Linked DNA regions of Mus musculus: region 2 is linked to region 1. The links are chromatin contacts, called in public Hi-C maps. All regions are on one chromosome and are shown on one strand. The core of a region is the stretch at or near the end of the contact, and the rest is flanking DNA. Distances in the headings are between cores, read along the strand shown.

Region 1 (7,091 bases), core at 3,029-5,528:
ACTCTGTCTCAAAAAGAAACGACAGAAACAATCAGAAACTCTGTCTCAAAAAGAAACGACAGAAACAATCAGACATGATGGCTCACACCTGTAATTCCAGCACTTGGAAGGCTGAGGCAGGGGGGGTGGGGGGCTGGCCTGGGCTCCACAGTGAGTTTCAGGCTAGTCTGAGCTGCAAGGTGAGAATTCCTTTCTACATAAAAATAAACTCTGCTCATCCCTTCTTTCCACGAAGAAAAACTAGACACCTACTAAGTGCTAGGCACTGGTAAAACATTGAGAAGAGAAAACAAGACATTCATTTCCTGAGGTTCACACATTCAGCGTGGATCATGAATGAAAAAAGCCTGCACACAGTGTGGCCACAGAAGTAGGTATGTTCAATGGACACCGAAGCAGCTGGGCAAGCAAGCATCTGAGAACCCAGCATGCGCCATTCCTTGTGAACGTGCCAAAGATTAAGCACATTATGGTCCTCTCTTTGCGGCTGGACCCAAAAGCCCATCCCACCCATCACTGAGGAGCCAAGGGCAGGAAGACTGGTAATCACTCACTAAGCACCCGCACTCCAGGCAGGCAGGACTCCCTGTCTTCCAGCTGTTTGTGTATCATTAGAAAAGAAATTAAGATGCCATTAGGAAGAAATTAAATAATGTGCATGTTGTTGTGACAACAGAGAGGCACACTGCCAGATCCTGCTCTGAGCGGGGATTGCCCATTTGCAGCCCCTTTCTAGAGACCAAGTCTGGGGAGAGAGAGAGAGAAGGGGACACGGCCTTACCAGCATTCTTTCCCTTGTAGAAAACCTTCATGTCCATGAGGCCCGTGAGCTGGCTTGCTAGAATCTCCACCTGGGATCTGCTGTGCTTCGAAGCTCTGAAGATGCTGAGCTGTGACCAGTCATCCCAGTAGATCTCATTCTAAAGAGAAATGTTTAATCTAGTTCAATGGTCCTGCTTTCGGGACACTTCATGAAGACAAGGGGCACTCCATCCCACCACTACGCAGGGACAACAGATAATTACTGAATAACAGGCCGAGTCAAAGTTTCACTTAAGTGCAAATGTCAGTGGTTTTATTGAAACCTCACCAACGGCCCTCAGGAAGAAATGACCTAGAAAAGGCTATCTAGTACTCATTTAGTTGGACCATGGTGTGTGTGGGGGATGGGGGGGAGAGGGAGGGTGACTTAGTTTTGAAATATGTTTCTCCATTCTAGGTAGATGCATTTGCTCCCTAGGGTGAGAACGACTGGAAGGTTATATAGATGGCACACAGCATCAGTCAGCAGGGAGAGAAGCAAGGGATGAAGATGCGAAACTGAAACAAGGCCACAGGCCCTGAAAAGGAAAGAGATTCACTCAGAGGAGGAGACCTCAACCTCCAACCTTTTGAAACGTAAGCAGTGGTAGAAGCCTACATCTCTCCATGAAGGATGCAAACAAGTCTGTGCAGATTTGAAGGCACGGCGTTTTTAAGGCCTCTGGCCAACTGCAACAGCCCAACAGGCCTCAGCTCTCCGCCTAGCCACGTGCTTCCCCGTCTCTGGCAGACTGCGCGTGAGGACTCGCCTTAAAGACAGCGATGGCATAGGGGTGTGGGAGGCTGTCAAGGATGACTGAACGCTGCTGGCCACTGAAAGTGATGCGCTCGATACAGTCCAGGTAAGCATCCGTCCAGTAGATCCACTGGCTGTCCACAGAGATGCCATTGGGCCACTTCACGTCCTCTGACACAAGGCGGTAGGCAGCAGAGCCGTCCATGTAGCTCCGGTAAATCCCAGGCTTCAGGTCCCCCCAGTCAGTCCAGAACATCACCCTGGTCAATACAGGGACCACACAATCTCATCAGAACGACACAGGCCAGCCTTGATTCTACGTCTCAGAGGTAAGTAACCTCTCAAAGCCATCATTATCACTACTGCCTGTCTATATTTGACATGCAGTCACTCATTATTACTACCATCTATATTTGAGATTCATTCAGAAATGTAGTTGAACTTGACTCAAAAATTCACCTACTGAAGTCTGCCTATAATCACATTATTCCAATACTATACAAAGAGATCCACATATATGCATGCTAATCTAAATGCTAATTGGCAGAGGAAGTGATATGTAGTATTATACAATAGAATATACCTACTGCAATGCCCCCAGAATATTGTATCCAAAATAGTTTGAAATCTATCTATTGTATGTGCTACTTAGTTTTTGACAATGACACAAACTAGAGTCACCTCAGAAGGAGAAACTTCAATTAAGGAACTGCCTTTATCAGACTGGCCTGGAGAAAATCTGTGGGCCAGTTGTTGTTGTTGTTGTTGTTGTTGTTGTTGTTGTTGTTGTTGTTGTTGGATTCATGATTGATACAGGAGGGTCCAAACCTCTGTGGGCAGTACCACCCTGGGCAGGAAGCCGGCTGAGCAAGCCACTGGGAGCAATCCAGTAAGTGTGGTCTCTGTTTCAGTTCTTACCTCAGACTGCCTCAGGGAGGGAGTATAACCTGCGAGCAAAATAAACTCCTTCCTGCCACCTCGGTTTTCATCCATGTTCTTACCGAAGCAACTAAACCGCTGTGTGTGCTCTGATAAGCCGCTGTCACTCAATGTGCATGTCCGCTGACTGGCAGGAAATCACAAACAGACTGATTCTATCTGACAAGTCGTGTGTGTCACTAAGGGGCGCTGTATTTAATGATCATGATTGAACACCAGTAAAAAGACTCTGAATAATGCAAGCAAAAAATTAATTGTGGCTATTATGCATGAGTAATGCTGACTATTACGTAACAGTGATGTGATTGCATCCCGAGGATGTAGGAGGATGAAGGGTGACGAATGAGAACAGGGCAGACTTAAGCATCCTTTCAAGGTCTTCTCTTTTAATATCTGCAACCAAGCCCATAGATTTCTTTTAGAGTGTCCTTTTAAGAATAGTGTTAATTCTCAATCATAAATACACACAGAAAGAAAAGCTAGCACAGCATTTCCTTCTTAGTAATTTTTGCTGTGATGAAGGAGTTAGTGAAAAGCAGTCGTGCGTACCCCAAGTGCACAGTAATTTTAAGTAAGAAAACTTGCACACGCTGGGAGTTCTGTGTGTGAGAGTGACTGGTCGAATTAAATGTTTGTGAGATTCACGGAACTCGAGATTAAAAAAAAAAAAAATCCTTACAATTTATCAGTGGCCTGACTGGTTTACAAAGACTCTCTTTCATGTTACCTTTTCTATTGAAACACCCCACAGATGTGAGACATCTGGAGACCATAAGAGAGTCGGATGCTTTCTAATGAAACACACAGAGTTATCGGACCACGACAAGCAAGCTATGGCTTCAAGAGCCTCAGTCAACAGGTTATCTCCCCCATGATCACCAGAAGCAGAAACCTGGCCTCACATTTTCACTTTCATGAGCATCTCTTACAGCAGTGGGCGTGACGCTGACTCCCCGTAAGGAACACTTACCCTTCTTGGGGTACAAGGACTAAAGCCCTGGGTCGATCAAGCACAGAGGAATTGACGATTGTCAGTCGGAAGTCACCATCTGGATTAGCTACCTGACAAAACAAAGGGGGTGGGGGAAGGAGAGAGATCTAAATTCCTTACAAAGCCCACAAAACCAAAGCCCTCCAGGGGCCCTGCCTCTGGCACACTCTCCACACCTGCCCTCTACTCCCGGGTCTCATTCTAGAACCACTGGGGAGCCCGCCTTGATTCCCAATCAGAAGGCACTCATCGTGTCCCTGGCTGAGATAATTCCCACGTGGGCCGAAGGAGCAGCTAGAGCTGTGTGCTCTCTGACGCCAACCCCGGAGCATGACAACTTGCGCAAAGGTGACTGTTGTGGTCCCTTGGAGTCCAAGAACGCTTCAGTGCTTGCATACAACCCTCACACAGCTTCCTGCCTGTTCTAAGCCACCCCTAGATCACCTGTAATTCCCACGACAGTGCTGGTGCTAAGTAGTAGGTGAGTTGCTCAGGAATGGAACAACAGGAAAAGATGTCTGCACACTCAGTACTGTCTTGGTTTTGTTTTGTTTTGTTTTTTACTATTTTCGATTCGTGGATATGAAACCACAGATTTGGAGGGCTGACAGAACGACTCTATATGCCAACCACTTCTGCCAGGGTCCTGAGAGGATTCCCCTCCGGCATCAGGCTCAACTCGGGAGTCCCCAGAAGCTTCCCCACTCTCTTCCCTCTCCACGTTATCCACTCCCCAAGCACACGATCGATCGAGAGACTTGCTTCCTGTTCTTAGCAGAAGGACAGGTTTCTTTGTCTCCTTTCCACTGAGCTGCTTCCTTTGTGTGGTTTCTGTTTGCTTTAAGACAAGATCTCTGTGTATCTCCAGCTGGTCTTTTAACTTACTATGTAGCCCAGGCTGCCCTCAAAATCTTGATCCTCCTGCCTCAGCTAAGTGCTGGGATTGCAGGAATACACCACCATACCTGGCTCCTTTAAACTAAAAGCTAATCAGAAAGAGAATGCGTGTGTCCTTTCCTTGCTCACTGTGTCATTAAACACAAGACCAGGACTGACATGTATCCTGCACCAAATGGCACTCGTTTAATGACTAAGTAAATGAGACTCGTCCTCACACTTGAGGAAAAAGAAGTTCCAGGAAGCCCCCTGCTGCATGTGTCTCAGCTAGCAGGATGATGCATGGATCCAGGGCAGCCTCCCGAGCCTCTGTCTCCATCTCACTACATGTCACGCAGCTCCCTGTGTCTCCCGACTTTGTGTTTTCCCATTAACCTGCATGTCACATCCCCATGCAGTGCCAGTAGCAAGAACTACGGGGCTCAGTATTGCAGGGCCTCGGCAGTAGCCTGCGAGGTAGGGGGCACTGATGATTCTTCAGTACACTACTCTGGCCAGTTTACAGGCCCCTCATCCATCCCCCTCGTGTAACCGTGGCTATAGGTGGAACAGGTTCCTGGGAAGCTAATAGATAGGTAGAGATCAATACGGATAATAACAGAGACATTGTTGTTTTCGATAATAACGGACTGTTATTGTTATGATGATTACAACGGTGTGAAATCATCAGCATTATTGTTGCTATATGATGCTTCTGCTAGCCAAAGTACAAACATTCATGTATCTTAAATGGCACCTCGGGTTCCATTAAATGGTCCTCACATGGATTCCTCAAGACTGCGTACATCCCGAGATGACCCCCCTTCACCCCTTCAGAGGTTTGGCCAGTTTAGGCCCTGAAAACCCTGGGGAGATTTCCAGAGTTATATGACACACTGCTTCCTATTTTTGTGTCAAAGCTGGCTCAGAGCCCAGTGGCTCCACCTGCTTGCTTAATGAAGAGCACAGGAATAACCATACCTCGATCTTTTTAAAGCCGGCATCCACCCAGTAAAGTAATTGGCTGAGGGGTTCGAAGGCCAAAGCCTCCACGGTCTCCAGGCCGGAATTGATGATCACCTCCTGCCCTGTGCTCCCGTTCAAGCAGAGACGCTAGGAAGAGAAAGATGTAATCAGCAGCTGACTCAAGGCTAGTCCGTCCCTCAGCAGTAGCCCTGCTCTTCATTAGTAGTCCTTCAGCTAGCCGGTTTGCCAAGGTCACAGGGTTTCATAGGAGTAAATGTGCAGATACAAGAAGATGTGTTAACAGAATGACAAACAGAACCTGATCCCTTTCTATGACTGTGTGCTATTATTATAAACATGGATTACTAAACTACGGCCCCTCTCAAAAGAATGCTCTTTTTACTAAGACATGGGAGTCTGCTGTGTTTATGATAAATGAGAAGACAGGTTGCAGCTCCTTTTACTTCTTCTGTCTCATATAGTCTTTATCCCTTGCACAGCTCTTGGCCATCGGGTCACTGTTGGGGCAGTTACACCCAGTGGTCTCCCCTAAGCCCAACCCTCACAATGTAAAACTTACATATGGATTTGGAATTAAGGATACAATGAGTAAATGTGATAGAGCTCTTTTGCTTTCTGTGACCCTAGGGACGCCTGCTCACTAGATAAATGATCTACCACCGAGCTGCACTCCCAGGTTCACTTGGGGATGGAGAGACGGCTCAGCAGTTTAAAGTACTTCCTGCTCTTGCAGAAGAAAGTTCAGTTCTCAGCACCCACATGGCAGCCAGCCAAGCATGTGTCGCACAGTTCCAAAGGACACTTCTCTTGGCCTCCCCTGGCACCACGCATGTACATGGCACACAGACAGACAGACATGCTGACAAAGCACCCATCATAATAAAGTAAAATAAAAAAAAATAAACCTTTAAAATGCATATATTTGAACACAGGACTATACAGTTAGTATCTAGCCTATCTAGAGGTCTTTAAAAACTATAGCCTTAACCTGTTATGTGTATGTTTATGTACGGCTGTGTGTATGCAATTATGTATATGTGTGTGTGGCTGTCATTGTTGTGTGATTGTTCTATTTTTGTGTCCTGATCATTGAGCCTGGGGCTTTATGTACACTAGGCAAATGTTGATCCACACAGCTTTATCTGCCCTGAGTATCTGGGCTGAATAAATTCTCCCGTCCTAGCCTCCCGCCATGCCCAGGCACTTCATGGTTCTTTTCAGAGTCCAGGAGAGCTAGAGTGGGTAATTATGTGGACTGAAGATAACTGGAATGTCACTACACTTTGACAGGGAAGGGAAGAGGCTAACAAGGAAGGTGGCAACTGACAATCACATTACCATCCCCAGCATCTTTCTAGCAGGAAACTAAGACCTTAGATGCAGTCAAAGATTCAGATTTGGGACATTCTTTATCTTTCTCATAAGGAGCAGAGATAGGCAGGGAAAAAACTGCAACAACAGAAAACTGCAGTTTCGTGTAACAGCCCAGAGATGGGTTACCATGTGCAAACCTCTGCCTGCTCACCTTGCTTGAAGCCTGTCAGGACTGGGCAGTCAAAAACCACAGCCTCCAGACTTAACCAAGGGCTTAAGGACTCACCTGGATGGTGTCCAGCGCCAGGTCAGACCAATACAAGCAGTTGCGTTCATAGTCAAAGTCCAGGGCCACAGCCGCCCGCAGCCCCGAGAGAGGAAGCTGCTCTGTGGCTCCCGAGGCCAAGTCGTAGCGGTAGATGGACT
Region 2 (7,091 bases), core at 2,812-5,311, 200 kb after region 1:
ATGCCTCATTTCTCACAACAGCTTCAGTATCTAGCTGAGACCTAGTCAGAGGTTTAATACATATTGGTTTGCTAAATTTGCCCTAAGATACCTCTGCTTCCATTTCCATTTATCTCAAAGGTGTTGCCTTAGTCAGGGTTTCTATTGCTGGGACTAAACATTATGACCAAAAAGCAAGTTGTCGAAAAGGGGTTTTGGGCTTCCTTCAATAAAGGAAGCCAGGGCAGAAACTCAAACAGGGCAGGAATCTGGAGGTAGGAATGGGTGCAGAGGCCATGGAAGAGTGCTGCTTACTGGCTCGATCTATAGAGTTTGCTCAGCCAGCTTTCTTATAGAACCCAAGACACCAGCCCAGGGATGGTAGGTATCACCCACAATGGTCTGGTCCCTCCTCATCTATCTCTAATTAAGAAAATGCTTTACAGGTGGAATCTTAAGGGGGCACTTTATCAATTGGGGTTCCTTCCTTTCCGATATCTCTAGCTTTGTCAAGTAGACATAAAGCCACTAGCACAGATGTCTTTGTATACAGTGAACTATAACCTAACTTGAGGTGTTAGCAAGACGATAACCTAGCCTTGTAACGAATAACTGAGTTTTAGCCAATAACAAGCAGTCAATTGTTCAAATTGCCTTCAGACAAGACAAAAAGGAGCTGCAAGCAATTAGCCTATCTCTATACCATTTTCTTAACCTCTGATTTTTATTATAACTTGCCCCACTTTTGGTCCACACTGATGTCTGGTTCTAGAAGTGCAAATAACACTCTATAAAGCTAGATTATTTTTTTAATAATTTCATCTGCAGAGGCTCAATTATTTTGTTTGTAAGAAAAGTAAAATTTCCATATTTCCTTTCATTTATGACGCACTTAGGAAATGTACAAATGCCCAGAATGTTAATCTCCTTTCGGCCATATTTAGTTCTAGGTGGGAGATTTGTGTGACTGATTTAACCGTGAAGATGGATGACATATGACTCTGGGCTATTCAAGACTCAAAAAACGACTGTCATAAACATTAACTGGAGCAAACATCATTTGATTGAGCTCTTCTCTGGCTGGATAGCTGGACGCAAGTTCTCCTTGCCATCTAAATAAGAGATGAAATGCTTGTCTCCTCTGAGCATCAGTATCTGCAAAGGAAACACACAGAGTGGGGGCAAAAACCATCCATGGTCCTTCCATGACAACAATAGGAAAACATCACATCTCAGACTCTTGCTAACAGCTACACTAAGGACTCACCCTCTGCCACGCATTGAATCTGCACAATAATGGGTGGCCCGCCCATTATTTGGGTACGTTTTCTGGATAGCTGGAGAAAGAACTGGAAGTACATGAGGCACAATTCCTGTCTCTCTTGTGCAAAGGTACTCTGAACCCTTGATGCAGGTAATTGGCTAAGACTCGGCTACTCCTTACAAAGGTAGGTTGCCATCTTGTTTCTATATCAAGTTAAGTTACAGTCAGTCCACTGTGACCTTAGTACTCTCACCTTACTAATGGTGAAATGAGATCTACAGGAATGTGGCAACTTTCTCACCTCTTCAAAGCCAGTAAGTGGCAAGAAGTGAGATCCAAAGCCAGGACTGTCAGTGAAAAATTGATATCCTCCTCCCCCTAAAGGCCAGCCTGTCCTAAAGCAGCGCTCTCTGAAGCTGTATACCAAAGAGACAAGAATGGGCAGGGAAGCCTAGGAGAGTCTTCCCTCGGAGTACATCCTCAGACAATTGCAAGAGTAGCATCCCTAGCATGCACCAGGCACGGATGGGTGTGTCATTTCTGGTCGATTAAATACGTGGGGGAGGGAAAACAAAACAGGAACAATGCTCAGGACTCACAAGGAAGCCCTCAGAAAGAGCAATCAGCTAGATTGTCACAAGAGAATGAGAAACTGGGAAGGTCACTGGTCATGATGAGGGCAACCATCTTGGTCATCACTGTTGAGTCCTCCAACAATATCTAACATCAGCTACCCAACCTCTGGGTCTTGGCTTGAAGCATCCCTTAGAGGAATGGTCAGAGTATTCGGGTCTTCGGATAGTCAGGATTAGCCTATAGGATTCAGGGTACTCGTGAAGTGCTGGAAGAGATAGGCATTTCTGTCTCGATTGTGGTAATATATCCATTCATCTAAGTGTGCATATTAAATATGTGCAGAGGTCTGTATGTCAGCGAAACCATAACTAAGCAGCCTAAAAGAAGCAAACCAATAAACAAATACACAAAGTTAATATGGTTTTTAAAAAGAGAACAGAAAAGGGAGAGGCCATGGTGGCATGTGTTTGTAGTTCCAGACACCAGAGAGACTGAGGTAGAGACACACTTGAGCCCAGGAACCAGAGGCCATGCTGGGCTACACAGTAATAGAATCACATCTCCTTTTATCCCATTGTGTGTGTGTGTGTGTGGTATATGCATGTGTATGTGTGTATATGTATATGTGTGTGTGGTATATACACGTGTATGTGTGTGTATATGTGTGTGTGGTATATGCATGTATATGTGTGTGTATATGTGTATGTGTGTGTGGTATATGCATGTGTATGTGTGTGTATGTGTGTTTATGTATATGTGTGTGTGGTATATACATGTGTATGTGTGTGTATATGTGTGTGTGTGGTATATGAATGTGTATGTGTCCATGTATATCCATGATGAATATGGACACATCAGTAGGAGTTCTTGGTATATGCTGCCAAACTCAGCCCCTTCTTTTCCTCTTCTTTTCTTCTTTAACATGGGTGCCGGGGATTCAAATTCAGCTCCCCCTAGTTTTTGTACAGCAAGCACATACCACTTGGGCATCCTCTAGCCCCCATACTCCAGTCTTGAAGAGAGTGATGCTCAGTAGCTCCGTGGAGGAGTGTGTGCACAGGATGGTGCGATTCAAGCCCCAGCACAATAAGAAAGAGGGTGAGAGGGAGTGGAGGATGGGGGTCAGGGAGCTCCAGGAAGGGAGGGGAGGAAGCGGTAAGGAAGCTCCTTCATTCATAAGCATTCCAAAATGTCAAGTTCACCTGAACACAGAACAACTGCTGGGAGGGAAATTCTGCAGAGACAATGGCAATGGAGTGGAGAACACACAGGCACACGCATACACACGTACAGTGTGAGCTGTTGTGAGCAGAACTCTAGCTCCTGCCTTGGAGGAGGCTTCCTGGTGCGTTAGGGGCCCTTCTTCAGGGGACAAGGGCTCCTCCTCTCTGAAGCAATTCCACAGGAGAGGATGCTGCTGCCTGCATCATTAGTTCTGCAGGTTTCACTGGATCCTGCGCTGAGGCTGAGACTGGAGAAAGGGCGTGCTTGCCAGTGTCCTCCCCTCCCCCACCATAGGCTCCACATGAATTCTGCGTGATTTATTTATCTTGCTCCATTTCTCTAAACGTCATTAGCTCTATTTGTGTCTGTCCTTATTGAACCACGCTGTGATGTTTAGTATACACTTAAAGTGGGTTCCGAGGAAAGCCATGTCGCTTATTGCCAGCATTTAATACAAGTATCTAATTAAGTTCAGGTTATTGTGTTAATTATCATCCGGATCTATAAAGTTTATTGGGCTTTCTGATTTTCATATCATTCCTCTGCAATTAGTGGTTATGTTCAAGTGTTCAGATTTTTTTTTTTAGAAAAAAAAATAGGTCTTGTTTCAATTCACCTCACCATTAGGTTTGATCATAAAATGTTTATTAGAGTAAGATGTGCAGTTTCACTTGAACTCTTACCTTTAACACACTCGCCATCATCTGTCAGGAGTGGATCTTTCACAGTGAGAGGTATACAATTATATCATCCTGCCGAAACCACGAATTCAGTTTGCCAAGATTGGTTTCAAAAGTATAACATTTGGGGGGAGTGGGTGTGTTGGAGAAAAGAAAAAGAAAGGGGGTAACCGATGTAATTATATTTGAATTTCAAAAACTGAGTATCATTTTCGGAATTTTCTAGTCCTCACACTACAGCATATATACTATTTAAAATAACCCACTTCAATAAGGGTTTCAAGCTGTCCCTCGACTAATGCAGAGAAGGCTCCGCCCAGAACCTGTGATGCTCACACAGAAAATGAAAGTTACCATGGGCTGGCTCTCAGACCCTTGCTGGTGTAGACACACATGGCCACACTTCTCTCCCAGCCTCCCCTGGCATCAGAAAGCCACTTCTCCTCTCTTCCACAGCCAACGCCTTCTTCAGAGATTGCTCTCAGTCTTCAGCTGACAAGATGTCTCAGGCCGAGTCTCTGAGCTGTTCTCCCCAGCCCACCATCAGGGCACTAACATCCTCTGAGGTTCTCCCACCACATCCTGTCTGAACCTAATCCCTACTAACACTCGGCTCTGTATCCCGCTGTCTCCTCACATCTCTGACTACATCTTGGCATCATTCACCATAGAGTCTTCTTCTGCTTGGCCCTTAGGGACTGCTGGAGATGCTGGCCCTGGCCTTAGGGACTGCTGAAGATGCTGGCCCTGGCCTTAGGGACTGCTGAAGATGCTGGCCCTGGCCCTGTCCCCCAGCTCTGCTCACTACCTGGGTTATGGCCACATATTGCTACTCTCAAATCTGTATCCCCAGCCTCATATCTTCATCTAGTCTGATCACCTGCCCAGATACCCTTTTCAGTGTCTTCCCATGATCCTTTTCTACGATAAAACTACCTCTTTCCAGAGCCCACCAAGTCCTTTGGAATCCAGCCTCACCTTGTTCTCCAGCCTCCCTTCCTTTCCAGCCTTCCAAAACTTGGCCACTCAGCCAAGCTGAATCACCCTCAGTATCTTCAGGGTTCTATACTCACTTCAAACTCCGACCTTCCCTCTGTCTTGCTCCCTCTCTGCTGATGACCCCTCTTGCCTGCCACCTTCATTCCCTTAGTATTAGCTGTGTGAGCCTTGGGGAGAGCATTCTACGGGCTGTGTTAGATCCTGCTGACCTATGACCCAACAGCACTTCGGTATATCACTTACTAAAATATTGAATATGCTTTTAATGTAGTCTTTACTGCTTGATTCCATCTTCTAGCTCAGCACTTGATAAATATTTAGGTTGGCAAAATGATTTCAGCTAAAGAATGAATCTAACTGACAGTCTCTTATCCTGGCTTAAGTGTTTGAGACCTGTGTGGGGGTGGACCTGGGCTCTCCTATCTGCTAATTAACTATTGTTTCCAAACTGACCTGTTCCTTCACTGCTGTTAGGCAAATTTATAAGATCCTGGAGGAAGAAGCTGCAACTCACAAAGACAGCTGTGCTGAGACACTGCAGTAAGACTCAGGATGAGCAATTAACCAACCAACCAACCAAACGAGCAAACAAACCAAATCACATATCTACCATCTGATTCAGGCAACTCCTAGATATTTTGTTTTCCTTCAGGTTTCCTGGGAAGCCACATGCATACTCTAAAGCCTGAATTAAGGTTGATAGGTGATCATGAAAAGAGTTTCCCGTCATCCAAAAAGATGTTTACTGTATTTCTAAATATGGCATCATTAATTCTTAGATTTAGCACTTGCCTAACATATGTGAGTCCCTGGGTTCTGTCCCTAGAGCCACAAGGAAAGAAAGAGCAAAGTAAGTTAATTTGTATTGGAAAATCAAAATTAGATATGGAGACATTTAACCTTCTAGAATTGAGACCAGTTTTTCTGCAAACCTCCTGGGTCTCTCTGAAGCTCTTGAAGACATTTTCTTAATCTCTCACTCCTGGCTCTTAATCCTGCTGTTTAGAATGTTACTTGCCCGGTGGAGTCCATGTTCCCTGCCTCTGCCCAGAGCTCATCGGGAAGACTCCATCTCAGATAAACAGAATTTTCCTTGCCAAGCAAAGACATCCTTCACTCAACCATGACTATGGAGAAAGCCATTCTGGTGTCCTACAGCCCCACTGGTGCAATCTTGTCCCCACGAAATGTGCGCACACATGCATGTTGGATTTTATTTGGGGATTTGTTGTTCTGTGGGTTTGCCTGTTGTCAATGAGCCAAGCATGGAACAGGGGAGCTTTAACAGCCTTTGAAAGGATCGCAGCAGAGAGCTGATTTAGGAGTCGGGTTTTCTAAAGACAAGAGAGGGAGTAGATGACCTTTCCGGAACCCTCCAGTCTGAAGGTTTTATGATTCCATTCACGTCCTCTGTCTAGACATGAAATGTGGACGCGCTTGCTTTTATGGCTGCAACCTGAGAAAAGTCTAACTGCGCCACCTACAGTCTCATCCTAGAAACTGCTCTGCTTCAGCCAGGAACAGTACCAAACCTACCCCCGATACGACCCCCAAAAAAGAGAGGGAGAAAAACCCACTGGAAAGAACACATTTCAGAGACTATCCCCCAAGAATAAACTTGTGTTCTTGACCTAACCTTTAAACAAAGCTGTATAATAACTCTCTGTAATTATTTATTCATATAGACAATAGAAAATTTCGCTCTTCCTTTGACAAGCAGAGACAAAGACTTGGAGCGGCAGGTTAGCCACCCATGATTACACAGGAACCATGCTCAGACCACATGCTTTGACTATGAACTGATACTGGCATTGTGCCTCTCCCACAGTGTAGTGCCAGCATCAAGCTGTGCTGGCACTGTTTCTCCCCTCACACACAGGTCTTACATGCACTGTTCTACATCCCAGGCAGCCTGAACCTATCGTGCACCTTCTGATCTTATCTTTGTCCTTATAAATGTCTCCCTCCCATTTCTGTAACTTACCAGCTCCAGAAGAGCTCATGGCAGGGCAGCATCTTTTTCAAACATGCCAAAACCCTGACCTGGATACACTCTAATTGTCTCCACCTCACCTCACGGAGCCTCTCTGTTCCTCCCAAGAATCAGGTTCAACATTACAGCCTCAGAGAGGGCATCCTTTGATGTCATGGTGGAAGCAGTATCCCTAACTCTGTCTTACTCATTTCCTTTAAATTTCAGGTAAGTGTATCTTAAAGATCCTTATTTATCTGGGGATGGAACATGAAGCCCAAAGCTCTGATCAGTATGTTGGGGGCTCTGGTTCCCACACCAGGCTCTTACTAACACTGTTGTCTTTCTGCCATGGTCCTAATTGATGGCTTCAAGACTGAGTGATTGGGAAAGAAGA

The links. Hi-C and Micro-C count contacts between places; a contact is called where the count stands out from the background.
Region 2: a Hi-C map of Th1 cells shows a contact between it and region 1, with 4 times the contacts expected there. The contact joins two enhancer-like sites. A contact is called at or near these places in 4 of 39 promoter capture datasets (hematopoietic stem and progenitor cells, hippocampal neurons, pre-B cells and 1 more), 1 of 15 datasets of contacts at CTCF or cohesin (CD8 T cells), 13 of 484 Hi-C or Micro-C datasets (CD4 T cells, CD8 T cells, Th1 cells and 9 more), 9 of 115 datasets of contacts at active chromatin or transcription factors (CD8 T cells, Th17 cells, double positive thymocytes and 6 more) and 1 of 9 other capture datasets (embryonic tail).

The regions. Positions count from the first base shown.
Region 1 is chr9:42,030,098-42,037,188 of GRCm38.p6, forward strand. It overlaps Sorl1 (sortilin-related receptor, LDLR class A repeats-containing), which reads right to left. Exons shown (of 48, transcript NM_011436.4): 17 at 6,952-7,091; 18 at 5,346-5,477; 19 at 3,468-3,559; 20 at 1,572-1,818; 21 at 782-920. Gm16214 (predicted gene 16214) reads left to right here. Exons shown (of 5, transcript NR_165259.1): 3 at 1,220-1,664; 4 at 3,249-3,969; 5 at 5,979-7,091. Among named protein-coding and RNA genes, the nearest start is that of Gm16214, 11 kb to the left of the region's middle. Within about 2 kb of position 4,279, at least 47 of the 459 cell types and tissues checked have an H3K27ac peak or open chromatin away from gene starts, as enhancers often do. A contact at or near this core is called in CD8 T cells, Th1 cells, Th2 cells and 1 more, where this site is marked.
Region 2 is chr9:42,234,715-42,241,805 of GRCm38.p6, forward strand. Gm40515 (a long non-coding RNA gene) reads right to left here and starts at 6,914. Exons shown (of 2, transcript XR_870673.1): 1 at 6,707-6,914. Within about 2 kb of position 4,062, at least 17 of the 459 cell types and tissues checked have an H3K27ac peak or open chromatin away from gene starts, as enhancers often do. A contact at or near this core is called in CD8 T cells, Th1 cells, Th2 cells and 1 more, where this site is marked.